Linked DNA regions of Oryzias latipes: region 2 is linked to region 1. Evidence: chromatin contacts called from public Hi-C data. All regions are on one chromosome and are shown on one strand. Each heading gives the region's core, a stretch centred on a gene start, on an enhancer-like site or on the middle of the called end of the contact. The rest is flanking DNA. Distances are from core to core; before and after follow the strand shown. Region 1 overlaps trim71 (E3 ubiquitin-protein ligase TRIM71). Region 2 holds the start of LOC101166063 (E3 ubiquitin-protein ligase znrf2).

The links. A called contact is a pair of places that touch in the nucleus more often than the background predicts.
Region 2: a Hi-C map of embryo shows a contact between it and region 1, with 1.8 times the contacts expected there. The contact joins the promoter of LOC101166063 here to the enhancer-like site in region 1. A contact is called at or near these places in 2 of 5 Hi-C or Micro-C datasets (embryo and fibroblasts).

Annotation. Positions count from the first base shown.
Region 1 is chr11:14,223,653-14,230,853 of ASM223467v1, reverse strand. It overlaps trim71 (E3 ubiquitin-protein ligase TRIM71), which reads right to left. Exons shown (of 8, transcript XM_023959896.1): 8 at 6,298-7,201. Among protein-coding and RNA genes, the nearest start is that of trim71, 31 kb to the right of the region's middle. Within about 2 kb of position 2,838, at least 3 of the 8 cell types and tissues checked have an H3K27ac peak or open chromatin away from gene starts, as enhancers often do. A contact at or near this core is called in embryo, where this site is marked.
Region 2 is chr11:14,375,295-14,382,495 of ASM223467v1, reverse strand. LOC101166063 (E3 ubiquitin-protein ligase znrf2) reads right to left here and starts at 4,479. Exons shown (of 4, transcript XM_004073876.4): 1 at 3,720-4,479; 2 at 2,596-2,691. The coding sequence starts at 4,038. It overlaps mturn (maturin), which reads right to left. Exons shown (of 4, transcript XM_023959903.1): 4 at 6,120-7,113. The coding sequence ends at 7,006.

The DNA.
Region 1 (7,201 bases), core at 1,589-4,088:
AACAAAGTTTCCCCGTCTGCACCAGAGGAAGCCTCGTCCTTTTCACACTCAAATTCATCCTCACTGGAAGATTTGATTCATTCAACATTCAGTCATTTATAGAACACTTTGATGCAGATCTGAGCCGTTTCGGTGCTGTTGCTTTAAAGGTGGAGCTTTTATTGTGAAAGATTTAGCCTTAATCCTTAAACCTGAAGTTAACTGTCGTGTCATCTTAACACGAACAAGTTAGAGTTAAATCCAGATGATCTTTTCAAAACGTTTTCATCTGAATTTCAAGTAAACTAAAGCAGTTTTTCTTTTCTTCTCTCACAACCATACTGAACGTTTCTTTGGTTTAATGTTTCAGCAATAAACATGTTTTTTAATTTCCAGTAATTCTGCTCTCAGTCATTTTTCAGTCGTGAATGAATATATTTTATTTGAGATGTGTTTTTTCCTGCATGGATCATCTCCGCCATCTTGGTTTCTAATGAAAATGAATCCTGAACTGGGATGGGTTGCTCCCCCCACCTCAAAAATGATTTTTTTTTTTAAATCACAGTTAGGCGGGACAAAAAAGAAATTGTAACGCTCAAAAATCCCAAACCCTCAATTTGAGCAAATTAGAGCTTTAAAAGTTAAAATGACTACCCCCCCCCCCCCCCCCCATGAGAGATAACAAGCGTAACAGAAACAAACAATATATAGACATAATAAAAATATATGCATCATATCTATACATATAAATGTAACACATTTATAAATGTAATATGTCAGAAATGTACACAAAAATATAGAAAGGACTGGATAATAAGGCACACCATGCTTGGTTCCACCTGGTTTGTGTCTAAATTGGTAAGAGAAGGTTCATTTGAAACTCAAAAAAGCTGCAATTTTCTAATCCTTAATTCTAAGATGATACAGCTATAAAAAAGTGTTGCTACACCTTTTTTTTTCTGTGATTTTCTATTATTTCAGTGAAATGAATAATGGTCTTGTTAAGAAACACATGTGAAAAGGATGAGAGTGAAAAAAAATCACTGGTAAAATTTGAAACCAGCTCATTTTGGGCCTTTTGGGCTTCCATAGCCTCAGTGTCCGCTCCCATTATAAAGGCTGAAAACGTGCTGTGGTGAATCTGCTGCTGTTCCTAGCAGAACAAAGAGAACCAGCCTGGATCTCTGAGCTCTCGGGTGCCTTCACAGTCTGCTGCAGCTAATTGGCTCCTCTGAGAACCACCTCATCCACAAATGCAGAGACCTGCATGTAGACACGCACGCCAGCAGCAAAAGGTCCTCCCAGCCATCTGCTGGGGCCTCCTTCACCAGCTCTGCGCTCTGGATTGGAGGTGCCGCCGGCCTGCTGGTGTGTTTGATCAGCCAGGCGCTTCCTGTCGCCATTGCTTTGAAGAAGCTTTCATGGCTCAGTTGTGACTTTAGGACACTTCTCTGGTGGTTTCAAGGAGAATTTAGTTCATTTCACAGCCAGAGATCTCTGTCTCATTTATGCTTCATGGTACAATGCATTGTAATCCAGCCCCTCCTCTGTAATCTGATTACTTCAATATTCTGCATAAATACTGAATGTGAGACTGGAAGTCTCTATTAGGGAGTAAAGTTCAGTGTAATACTGCTGACATCTAGCGGTCGAGGAGTGAAACTGCAACATTCCAAATGCATTCCAACAAGGAATGCATGTAAAAATGACTATTATAAATAAATTTCAGCCTCAAATACACATGCAGATCTCTCCCTCCTATCATATTTTCTATATACCATACTTTCAAGACCATAAGGCGTACTAAAGTCCTACATTTTCTCCCAAATGTACGGTGCGCCCTATGGTGCGGCCCAAAGGGGTTGTTGTTTGACTTCTGTATAGAGGACGTAGGAGAGGACAGCATGAGAACGGTGAGGAGGGGAATTGACGACGTGAAAGAAGACACCCCGAATAGTACAAAGGTGCAGGTATGAGCATGATGCAGAACAACACCGTTTTGGAAACACTGAGAATTCTGCAAAGAGACTGCTTATGAAGCTCAGTTTCAAATGCAAGTTATCAGCTACGCGGAGGAACATGGGAATCGAGCAGCTGCGAAAGAATTCAAGGTGAATGAATCCATGATTTGCAAGTGGAGGAACTAAGCTGGAAAACAAACTCTGACAGTTAAGAGATGCAGCTGAGTTTCCACGGAAACAAGGCAAGGTTGACTTAGTTGGAAGACCTGAAACTGGCCGGCGGATTACAACGAAAAGCTGTCCATCTTCCGCTCCTCATACTGGGAGGCAGCGCCAGGCGAGTTACGCCACAGTTTTCTGAATGGAATGATACTTGGGCTGACGTGTCTTTCTTTCTGTTCTTGGATCTTTCCCAACAGGCGGCATCATTTATGAGGAGGCGCACGGCAACTAGACGGACTCTGACGATGACCAAAGGGAAGCCGGCGTGTTTGATAGAAATGTAGCCCAGCTGTTCATTCCAGATGCAGAAGATGACGACTTTAATGGAGTTCAGGATGCTGATTGATGACTGAAAAAAAAAAACACAACCAACTCAGTTTTGCTTCCTCTGCCTTTTTAAAACACGTGCATGTTTTACCGGTATGTGTTAACGTAAAACACCCATAACTGAAACTGCACCCTTTATTACATCCAGGGCTGTTGTATTGTAAGGAGAGGAGTGTGTTTCTGGGAATAATATGGCTTTAATTGTGTGTTTGTTTGTGTGTGTATGTATTGGCAGGACAGTGCGTGGTGTGGCTGTTTGACTATCACAGTTAAAAATTTCGGCTCTTTGTGTCAAACCTGTCGGCCCCCCTGAGCTAGAGGGAAAGAAGCGCTAAGGTTGTACTTCCTGTTCTGTCCACTAGGGAGAGCTGCGAACAAAGCTGCGGCAAAACTGGATTTTTTTTCTCTGTAAACAAACCAACAAAACAAAGTAAAAAATATGCAATTCTTAGAATTTGTTATATTTTTTTGTTTTTACCTATTTCCGGGGATTTTACAGCAGAAACAAAAAGCTTTAATCCACCAAAACAAATACCATACAGTCTGCAAACAGATCATGTAATTTAGATCATAGTTTGTATATTTTATGAGGAAAAAAAAAGGTTTGGGTGTTTTCAGCTCAAACTGCTTCATTTTTATGTTTGACAACGATTAAACAAATAATTATTTCAATTCCTTTCTTTACTTTATGCAAAACAAATTAGCACAGGACTACATAATATATTATAAATTTTCACATATGACTACTAAACAAAAGAAAAAAAAAATCTTTGAGAACAGTCTGAAAATTAAACCGTTTTTCTCTCCATAAAAACCAAATCAGGAAAAGCCCAAACCTAAGAAACAGAGAAACGTAATAAAGAGCTGCTTCCAGAAATGTTTTAAAATCAGGAAAATGAAAAAACTAATGAACGATGAAGATAAAAAATATACAACACAACAAAATGAAAAAGTTCTGAATCCCCAAACTCACTGTTTACAAGCCCTGAACAAAGCCACGAGATTTTAGCTTCAGTTCATCGAACTGTCCCTCAATGTAACTCATTTAATCCAGTTAAAATAGCTAAAACTCTGCATTGACTTCACAATACAGTGGAGGAAATGAGTATTTGCTTATTTTGTGAAATTAAATTGTCATCCTGATGGTAGGTTCATTTGTACAGTCAGAGATAGAAATCACACTGCTCAAAAAATAAACGGAACACTCCAAAAAAAAAAACATCCTTTACCTGATTTATCCGTTCTAAATGCATCATTGCTTACACAATTTTTGTTTGTGCCGACAACACAACCAAACAAAAATGTATTTTTGGAAAATAATTGTATTATCTTAATGGAGGTCTGGATGTTGAATAATACTCAAAACTAAAGTGGAAAAACTCACTAGCTTCTGATCCAACTTTAATGTAATGTCTTTGAAACAAGTCAAAAATGAGGTTCCGTAGTGGGCGTGGCCTCCATGTGCCCGTATGACTTCCCTGCAATGCCTGGGTACGGTTCTGATGGACCAAAGCATCCACCCTGAACAGTCTGTGATGTAACCTGACGTTAGCGGATGGACTGACACTGGAAGTCCCAGATGCTCTCTATTGGATTCAGGTCTGGGGAATGGGCGGGCTGGTCCATTACATCAACACCTTTGTCTAGCAGAAGACACATGCACAATTGTGGCCTGCTGGAGGTCATTTTGCAGGGCTCGGTTTTTCTCTTTGGTGGTCCTGGTGCAGGGTTGTTGCCCTCCTTCAGCCTCCTCCACATCTCCTGGTTTACTGTCTCCTGGTAGTGCCTCTATGATCTGGACACGCACACGCGCATGTGCGCGCACACACAGAGCCATTCCTTTATAGAAGGTTTCTTGCTGATCGCCTATTATTTCCAGCTGTTGTTTATTCCACAAAACATGTGAAATTGTTCGTCAGTGTTTCTTCCTAACTGGACAGTTTGATTACACAGAAGTGGGATTGACTTGGAGCAACACTGAGTTATGTAGATGTTTCCTTTTGTGTTTTTGAGAAGTGTACATTAATTTACATTTCATTAAGGTCAATAGGTATTTGATCCCCTAGTAACCATGAAGAGTTCTGGTTCACACAGACCAGTTAGACTCTCCTAACCAACCTGTCACCTGAATTGAAGACATCTGCTTGAACTAATCACCTGTAGAAAAGACACCTGTCCACAGAATCAGTCCATCACTCAGACTCCAAAGTCTCCAACATGGAAAGACTAAATCGCTTTCAGTGGATTTAGATTGTAGACCTGCACAAGACCGGAATGGACTATAAAACCAACAGCAAGAAGCTGGGGTTTTAAGGTGATAAGTGTTGCTGCAACATGACCATCAATCCACCTTTAGGTTTGAGGCTCCAAAGCAGATCTGTTCTGGTGGGGTCTCCATGATCATGATCAACAGTCAGAAATCTCTACAATAACATGACAGGAGTTAGTTGATGATCTCAAAGCAGCTGGAACCAGGAAAAACCAACGCAGCAATAGTTTAACATTTTTTAGAGGTCTCAAAGTAGTTCTGCTTAAGAAGACACATGAGCCGGCCTGAAGTTTGCCATGAACACCTTCATGATTTAGAGAGAGATTGAGAGAAGGTGTTGTGGTCAGATCAGACCAACACTGAGCTCTTTGGCATCAACTCAACCCATCGTGTTTGGAGGAAGAGAAAAAGGCTTTGACTATGACCCCAAGAACACCATCCCCACTGTCAAGCACGGAGGTGGATGCATTATGCTATGGGGGTGTTTTTCTGTACAGGGTTACTTCACCGTGTGGATGGGAAGAGCCAAATAACCATCAAATCAAGAGTGAGAAGCTCCTCCCCTCCACCAGGAAGCTTAAATCAGGTGACATACAACCAAGACCACCAAATCTGAATGATTTAGAAGTCATTTGTAAAGAAGAGTGGACCAAATTTCCTCCTGATATGTGCAGAAACCTGATCCTCTACAAGAAACCTGACTTTTTCCCCTCAATGAAATTCAAATAATGTGTTTAAATTCTTCAAAGTGGATTTCTTAATGCTCTTTGTGGTTTTTTATCTCTCATTGTTTAAATGAACATACAATGAGGATGACAGACTGTCAATTACTTTTGGGATCAAATACTTCTTTCCTTCACTTTAGATGCATAAAAAAAACCTAAAAAAAAAAACAAACTGAGCTGCAAACAAATGAGTTTTATTCAGGAATCAGACAGGCGTGTCTTCCTATGAGGAAACTGAATGTGTTGATTTCATAATCCTCTGTTCCGCTGTCAAACCTGCGGCCTGGAGGCAAAGATTTTCTGCTCCTTCTGTCATAAGTTTCAATTCATTCGGCCTCTTTTCCTCCATCTTTGTCGGTTTGTTGCTCCGAGGCTGAAAAATCAGCTCAAGCCGTCACCTTTACATCAGTCCCACATTACCTATAAAATCCGAGCCTCTGCATAAACTCCAAAAGTCTGAGATGGATGTATTTAGATCCCTTTGGTTCGTAAAAGAGTTATAGTTATTAGGAGAAAAAGTAAATCTGAACAAACATCTGATCTTTGGACTAGAAACGACCAGAAATAATTTTAGTCCAAATTAGGATGGAGTAGCTCACTTCCACCCCCCCACCCCCCAAAAAAAACCTGTCCAAACCTGTTCTGTACCACACAGAGTGTGAGCGTCTGCGTTAGTGTGTGTTGGTGTGTGTGCGTCCGTCCTGAACAGGTTGGTCTGCTGTTTTATCTTGATGCTGTGCACTCATTGTGTGAAAAACACACAAAACAAAGGATGCTGGGAAAAAGTGTTTTCTGCACTTAAAGAAAGACACGGTTGAAGCCAAAGAAATACAACTTTATTTAAGCGTAAACAAAACAAAAACAACCAAGAGAACTGCATAGGAAACGTTTAAAGTCCACAGAGTTCAGGGAGCGGCCGAGAAATTTTAGCCTCATTTGGACCAAAGACCTGACGTGTGCGCTCGGCTCAGTGTGTGTGTCGAGGGGGGGTGGGAGTCAGGCGGTTTGGACTGGTCACACCGACCCCCCCACCCCCTCACACCCAACCCGGCAGCACTCCTCCCCGCTCAGCTGGCCGCGCCGGCGCCCCCTGGCTCGTGGACTGAGAGCAGGATACATTCAGTGGATTTCAGCTTAAAGTAACAGATCCAGCGCACAGGCGCTACGCCCACAATCACCTGCTGGTGGGGGGGTGGCAGGACACCATGGTGGGGTCTGAAGAGCTCCCCTCAAGCCTCGGCCCTTCCATCCTCCCCACCTTCCTCTGCCACCGGGGCCCGTCCTGCAACCCCCCCAGCAGGGAAAAGCACCACGCGGCGCCAACGAGAGCCAGTCCATCCCTTTTCTTCACAAAATACATTCTAAAAGGAACGGCGAGCCTCGAGTGGTGTGAAGGATTTGAACTTTTCTCTACAACTCCAGAAGAGAAATCAGGGAAACTAATCAAAAGCTTTTTTTTCTGATTGAGAATTCATGTTGATAATAATGTAAAGGGCACACAAAAGAATCAGGCTAATACGGAGAGGGGGGAGTCACTACATTATTTCACTAGGGGACAGGATCAGTGGGACACCAGCAGCACGAGCCCGCCGGAAACTACCTGAGATCATTTTTTTATTTTTTATTTCTACGTTTTCAAACCTTTTTCCTTTCCAGCTTACAATCATTTAAAGGAGGTCTACGACCGTGCACGCCACACACTGCGGCGCCTCTTCTTT
Region 2 (7,201 bases), core at 3,230-5,729, 150 kb before region 1:
TTTTCATCATTTACAAAAGTAGAAGAAGCCTCTCTTTGTCTTCCTCATGGCGTGAGCATCCAGCTCACCTTTTTTTGTCCCACTTCCTAAAGTGAGGCTCTTCTTTGCTGAAGTTATAAACAGCGTTGCAGCGGTGGACTAAAGTGAGAAGCAAAGTGAGAGTTCAGCTTTTAGCCCACCTTCAGAGCTATTTTGGCCTCTCTGTGTCTTTATGGGGGCCAAAGGGCCAACGTGACACACGTTTGACTGTTTGCCAAAGTCTACAAGGATCTCTGTTGGTGTTTGGAGAGGTCTTTTTTTTTTTGTTTTTGGAGTGAAAACAACAGGAACAAAATCAAAATAAGCTCCAGAGGTTGTATTTAAACAGATCTCCATGTATGTTGAAAGAGCATCTAAACAGTGACGTTTCTTTTTGATGTCAAGATTTACCCAAACAGCAGCACAGATAGAACATTTGCCCAGAAACCTAAAGACGCTTTCAGACTGGAAAGAGCAGCAGATTCTTTTCTGCTGGGCAGGGAACACCCAAAGTATTGATTTCTTAGGTTTTCTTTCACACTGCACTTTTAGGAGTGGATCAAGCTACCTGGAAATGTCACACAGTTTCAACACACATCAGCAGAATCAAATACCAATTCAGGATTCAGGTCAGTTTATTGAATTACTCAGGTGCTTGTGAGGCAAAAACGCCACTGACTGCAGAGTAAAATGGCCCTCCTTCAAAACCAGTTTGAAAGCAATAATGCAGTTTGTGGTATAAGAACCAAATTTAGCATGGATGATCTCCTCTTTCAAAAAAGCATATTTGTCCCAAAATTCCAAGATACATAATTTATACATAACAGTATTCTGATGGGACCTCTCATGTTAAAAGACTGCATTTTGTGCACTAGCAGTCCATATTTTTGAGACTGGGACGAATAGACATTGAATATTTCTCTAACAATTGAGTGCAAGGCTGCCAACTTTAACAATCGCAGCCATTTGGGGTTTTTTCTCATAGCTACACAATCTGGCACAGCTACCTGATCAGTCCTTGCATGCGTGAAAATGCATCTACTTCTGCTAAATAACCTCTTGAATTGTTTATAATAATGAAAACGTTTATTTTAATGTTGACAAAAAAAACAAATAAGGATCAGGACTGAAAAACTTAAAAAAATAAAAATAAAAAGACTACAAGTGGACTAAAAAATTTTTCTTTTTCTTCGGTTTTGCTTGGTGACAGTTTACTCCCCAAGGTAGGAGGATACAGCACAACTTACTGACACTTTTCTAACTCCGTTAGCACAGACACGCTCTTAACGGCTAAAGCAGCTGCAGCAGTCCGTCACATCTCCTCAGAGTAAAATGAGGAGATGTGACGGACTTCTCCTCTTTTTACCAATATATGTAAAAAATAAAAGTGTTCAGAGAAAAGGACTCCAAGCCGTGTGGATGTGATTCTATCACACACCACTGAGATTTTCGTCTTTATCAGCAATTTACGATTTCACAGTGTTGCATTCAGGCGATGTTCTTTTACAAGGTGGCAGTGGCTCAAGCAGTAGAGCAGGTCGTCCAATGAAGCCACGCCTCCTACGCCTAACACCTATCACCAAACGCCTATCACCAAATGGGAATGAGGACTGAATGAATAATGGAAACACTGTAAGTGCTTTGAGCCCCAAGAAAAAGCGCAGATAAATTTAATCCATTATTATTATTATTATTATTATTATTATTATTGTATATTTTGCGGGGCTGTGATTGAGTCGGGAGAACCTCTCAGTTGCTGAGGAAAACAGAAAATCATGTAAGCACAGAGTTCAGTCGTAAAGGAGGCCGAACTGTCAGGAAATCTGACCAGGAGCTGATCTTTTCTTTTAAATCTATATTTTAAGTATTTGACAATTATTTAGAATGTTTACAAACTTGGAACCACAAACATACAAAAAGCAAAAACGAATTAATCTAAATGAAATTGCTTGACTGTTGCAATGCTGGCGACAAAGAAGAAGTTATGTAATGTTCGCAAATGCGGGGATCGATCGAGTAGCCGTCACAGATTGAGTAGCGACTGTGCTTGTACAACAAAATGCACAATTTGTCTGAAATATCAACCTAACCGGCTCAGGTAAAGAGAAATGAACACATTTAGAGGCTAGCTGCTATGAATTCTGTACTGCAGTAAACCTTTATGAACTTTGTTGTGGCGTTTGACATTTGACCTCAGAAAATGGCAGACAAATGAGGCGTGGCCCTTTGATTGATGTTTGATTCTCATACCCCCAGGGCTACAAAGACGTCACAAGGCGTGTTCCAACAACTGTCCAAATTTTGAGGCTAAGGTATGTTATTGTATGAAGCAAGATGGTTGTGACCATTAAGCAGAAAGGTGTAAAACATGCAAAAAAAACTGGGATATTTCAGATAAACCACTAGTCAAAGTATTCCTGGTGATGTTGTGCATATTCTGTCCCTACAGCACTGTCAATTATGAGCGTGTGAGGGTCTTTGAGCAAACATCTGCTAAATTCTGTGTTGTAATACTCGGCAGCATGAAGGAAACAACGTGCAGGATTTCCTGCTTCTGGGCTTGAATTTGAAACTTACTGTTGTAGGTGAGGCGCGTCTTGCTGAAACACATGAGCAGGTGCTTCTCCATTTCATCTGCTGCCATAAACTTGGAGCAAACAGGACAGTGGAATCCTGGGAAAAACACAGACAAACATAAACACTGAAAGGGGTCCAGACGCAGCTCTCCCAGAGTCTTTTATTGACGTGTAAACAGGGAAAGACGTTGGAACCGTTGCAGCTGAAACGCTTGCATGCAACTCCCGGTCTTCCACAGAAATCCATTATCACCTCCTGACCTATTTGATAGATGACCTTATTCAATGCAGCAACATAAACCAGGAAACATTATTAGGCAGACCAGAAAGATTTCTGTGTCTAATTTGACCCACATGTTGCTTCAAAGATGCATTTTAAATCACTATGATTTGCAAAACACAGAAAATAGCCTGAAACCATCCCAGCAGCCAGAAGTTCTGCAGAGTCACAGTCACACGACTCCCATGACCAAAGGTTATCGATGAGGTTTCCAGTCATTACACTTCCTCATTAGTTATGCTTGTACGTGGACAGAGGGGGAGGGGATCTGAAAGTCAGTTATGAAAAATTGCCAACAGAAGGCAAAGGCTGGGCTTCGGTTTTAGGGAGTCCTGAGGCGGCGTTTGGCTTTTGTTGTGATCTAATCCGGCGAGCTGCAGAAAACAGCAAGACCTGCAGATTCAGGAAGTTTGTGTGCCGTTGTTGTGCGTCTGCCTGTCAAGCAATGTGTAACCAGCAGGAAGCTCTTATCTGTTGACCTACATACTGCGCTCTTCCCTCTCAGCCAGAGCGCAAAACAGTCCTGTTCTGTAAAAACACAAGAGCAGAAGAAGGAAAACAAAGAACAGCAGAGCAGCCGGGGCCACCTGTGGCTCAGTTAATGTGCCAAACAAAGAAGTCAGTCATCAAACAGATATGAACTGTGGCAGGTATCACAGATGGAAAAACACTGAGCAGTATGCTTCCCTAACAGAGTCAGGAGTGCTCGGAGAGCTGCTGCACAAAGTGTTGGAGATAAGAATGGGACATTCTGTGCTGCAAACAAGCATTCCTAGTCCACGCAGACAGAATCAGTAGATGTCATCATGGGTTTGTGGTCAACATGTTGCGCGCTGGAGCCTTACCTCCCAGCAGGCGAGGCGATAGTTGTGCCGGCAGAGAGCCTATGAGTAACCTGTGGCTGTCGGGGGGCAGCTGGCCTTCCACCTCATCTGTGCCATCCAGGCTCTGATTGTGTGACCCTGACCTGCCGCCGGCCGGGATACTCAGCCCGGAGCTGTTCGGGCCTCCAGCTGTGTATCGGATTCGGGGTCCGTCGGGTCCGTTGGTGTACCTCAATCCCGAAATCCTTTCCCGTCCACCGGAGTTCCCAGACGGGAGGTCTGAGCTGGAGTAAGCCCGAGTCCTGCCGTCAAACACCTGGCTGCTCTGTTTGGCCCCCATGATGCTGCGTCGGCTTTTATTAAAGATTTCTTGCACGAGACATTATGACAGTGACTTCTGAAGGGAGGAAGCCAACAAAAGGACAGGAATCAGCCGCGGTCCCGCATGTCAGATTTCTGCCCGTGCGTAAAGTGCGCACACGCTGACGCTGAACTTGCTCTCAGTTGTTCGGGGTTGTTTTCTGTCTCTCCCTTCGTAGCTCAGCCCTCCTCCTCCCCCCACTTTTTTTATAACAATGGGAAGAAGAAGACAAAGTGGAGAAGACCTCTGCGGGATCGCGCCAGCGGCTCCTGCGCTCCAGACGAGGGCTGAGGCGCAGCGGCAGACCCCAAGCTCTTCTGCTCCCACTTTGTTTTTGTACTTATCTGCAGCCGTCTGGACAGAAAAATAAAAACAGGATTGCCCTCCTCCTCCTGCTGTGGGGCAGTTTGGTCAAAGTCACAGAAATACAGCACATGAAACGGAAAGCTGGCTTCAAAATAAAAGCCTGCAAAACCTTTGTGTCCTCGGGGCCGAAAAAAGGAGCACTACTCGAATGGTTTTATCTGTCTGAGGTAGGTGGTGTAATAAACGCTCAGAGGTTTGTTAGTTTTACTCAACAATGTACTTTAAGTGTGCTCATGTCAAAATAAAGACTAAAAATGTCCCTGTTCCCAGGGGACTTATTTGAGTTTTATTTATTCCTAAAGTGTGTTGTAATAAATTGAAATAGGAAATGTCATTTCGGTTCAAACGGAGAGCAAACACAGACCCACACAAAAAGATGAGGTGGGTGTGACTGTGAAGAGGTGGAGAAGATTCAAATCAATCACTGTTTCTTTTTCTGCCTGTAGAGCAGAACATTCAGACCAAATGTTCAACACACTCAGCAGATCATTTGCAACGACACTTACATTTTCTTCTCATCTGTCCGTCAAGACAAAAATTCCTGTCTGTCTCTATTCCATGAAAACATCCTAAAGTTTCTCTATCTTCAGTTGTCAGCAGAAAAGTCAAAATTTACAAGTAATGTTTCATAAAACCCTGATTTCAAAATGTTTTCATGATAAGGTCTCTATGTCAAAACTGTCTCAACACCTAAAAGGATTTAAAAAATGAAATTTTCAGTGCCGGCATGAGTAAAGAACCAGCAGGTTTAGACTGGAAAAAGCCCTTTGAAAGCAGCAGTTTAAAGCTTATCTATGAAGATTACACAAGGTTGACCTTTCATCAACCAAAAACTTTTTGGGAGTTAAATGTTGTAATTCAGCCGTTATCATAGATGTTTTACGTTCTTTAATTAAATTCATAGCAGGTTTCCGAGAATTCTATGATTTTTCCAGAAATATTTTGTTCTCAAAAATGACTAATTTTTCAAAATTGACATAATTTTAAGATCATAAAGGTACAAAATATGGAGGAGTGTTTATGTTGCTGTACAGAGGTCTGAGGATGCATTTTAGGTAAATTAATAAGAATTATGCATTTACATTGTGCAACATTATGTAACTAATATGTATTTATTATTATGTGAGGTCCTTTTTTGGACATTGCATGCTGTTGTTTTGTTCTATGGTTGTGGTTCAAAATCTTGAGTTTTGCCTGTTGGTGCATGTTTGATGTGTAAATACTCATATTTGTGGATTCATTTATGCAGCTGAGTCTATAAGTTAATTTTGATTTATTTGCAAAAGTTGCTGAGAAGAATGGGTGAATAATTTTACTTCTTATGTTCCTTCATTCATTTTCTGCCGTTTTATCCCTTTCGGGGTCACAGGGCTTCTTATATATTCTAATTATTTGAAACTTATATATTATATATATTATAATATTCTTTTTTTTTTTGTTAAGCGGACAAAGTAGTTCTATTTCTTCTTGACAGAGTAAATAACAGTTTCCCCAGGTCTTCTGTGCAGCCAACCATTTTCGTGCTTTTACTTTGAAAGTTGAAGCCCAGCTTCCTGTGCGCATAGACGTCTCAAACCTGACGCAGTGAGCGTCAGGTGGTCTGTGACGTCAGCAGCAGCAGCAGCAGGTCCAACATGAAAATCCCTCCATGTTTGTGTCTTGTGCTCCAATAAAAGTCAGGCGGGAGAGGAGGGCTCTGCTCACACGGGTTTATTGAGCAAACAGAAGAGACTGCTGGACGATCACAGGCTCATGAAGGAACAGCGTTACAGGCAAAAGGAAATGTGGGGTGTGTGGGGGGCTGTCATGTGGGGAGCGCTGCAGTGCATCTGTGACTGGAAAGAACATGGGCCCTACCCTGGGGTGAGGGCCTCCCCCCTTCTCAGCTTGGTCATCAGATGAAAGGTTGAAAACAGCAGAGATAGGAAGAAAAGGCATGTAGAAGAATCTAGGAGTTTTGCAGAAGAGAAGACCACCGACAACAACCAGGAAGACTGAAGGATATGAGAAGTGTCATGTGCAGCATGTTTGTGTGTGTGTGTGTGGGGGGGGGGGGGGGGGGGTGTCCATAACTGTGACAGTGTGCAACAATAAACATCTAAAATGGGTTTCCTGTAACTGTATGATGTTTGTCATGTCATTTATAGAGCCCCCCCCCCCCCCCCCCACACACACACACACACTTGCTTCTTCCTCTCATCCTCATCCTCACATCTGCAGCCCCAGAAGGACAATTTTCCGCAGATTCCTCCACAGAGTTAGAAGGGGTTTATTGTCGTGACGTCCAACTCTACTTTTACCCAACCTCTGGACTCTTTCTGAGGAACCAAGCAGATGGAGGATTACTACTTGCATTGTACACAGGGTCCCACCTCCCCAATGTGTGTGTGTGTGTTTGTTCTATGGAGGACTCGACAAAGTGCATTCTTTGGGAAGCAAAGCCACTGAGACATTCAAGAAAAATGGTGCAATTCCAGCAAGTTGACTGTAAGTATGTTTATCATGTGTTCATGTCCGGAGGTTTGGAGCAGCTCTGCTCAGGCCAGGTCTCCTTATGGGTACTGGAGGGGTGGGGGCGGATCACTGCTGGCTGACCCCCATCTGCTGCTGGTCGGGTCCAGGTTCCCCCTCCACGTCGGCGTGGAAGTGCTCAAAGGTGTCGTCGTCTATGTCTGGAAGGCCCAGCAGCTAGCAGAAAAAGAAGATTTTGAATAATTAAATCTTTATTTAGAGGACAAAAACAGCTACAATGGAAAAGACTCAAATACAGAACTAC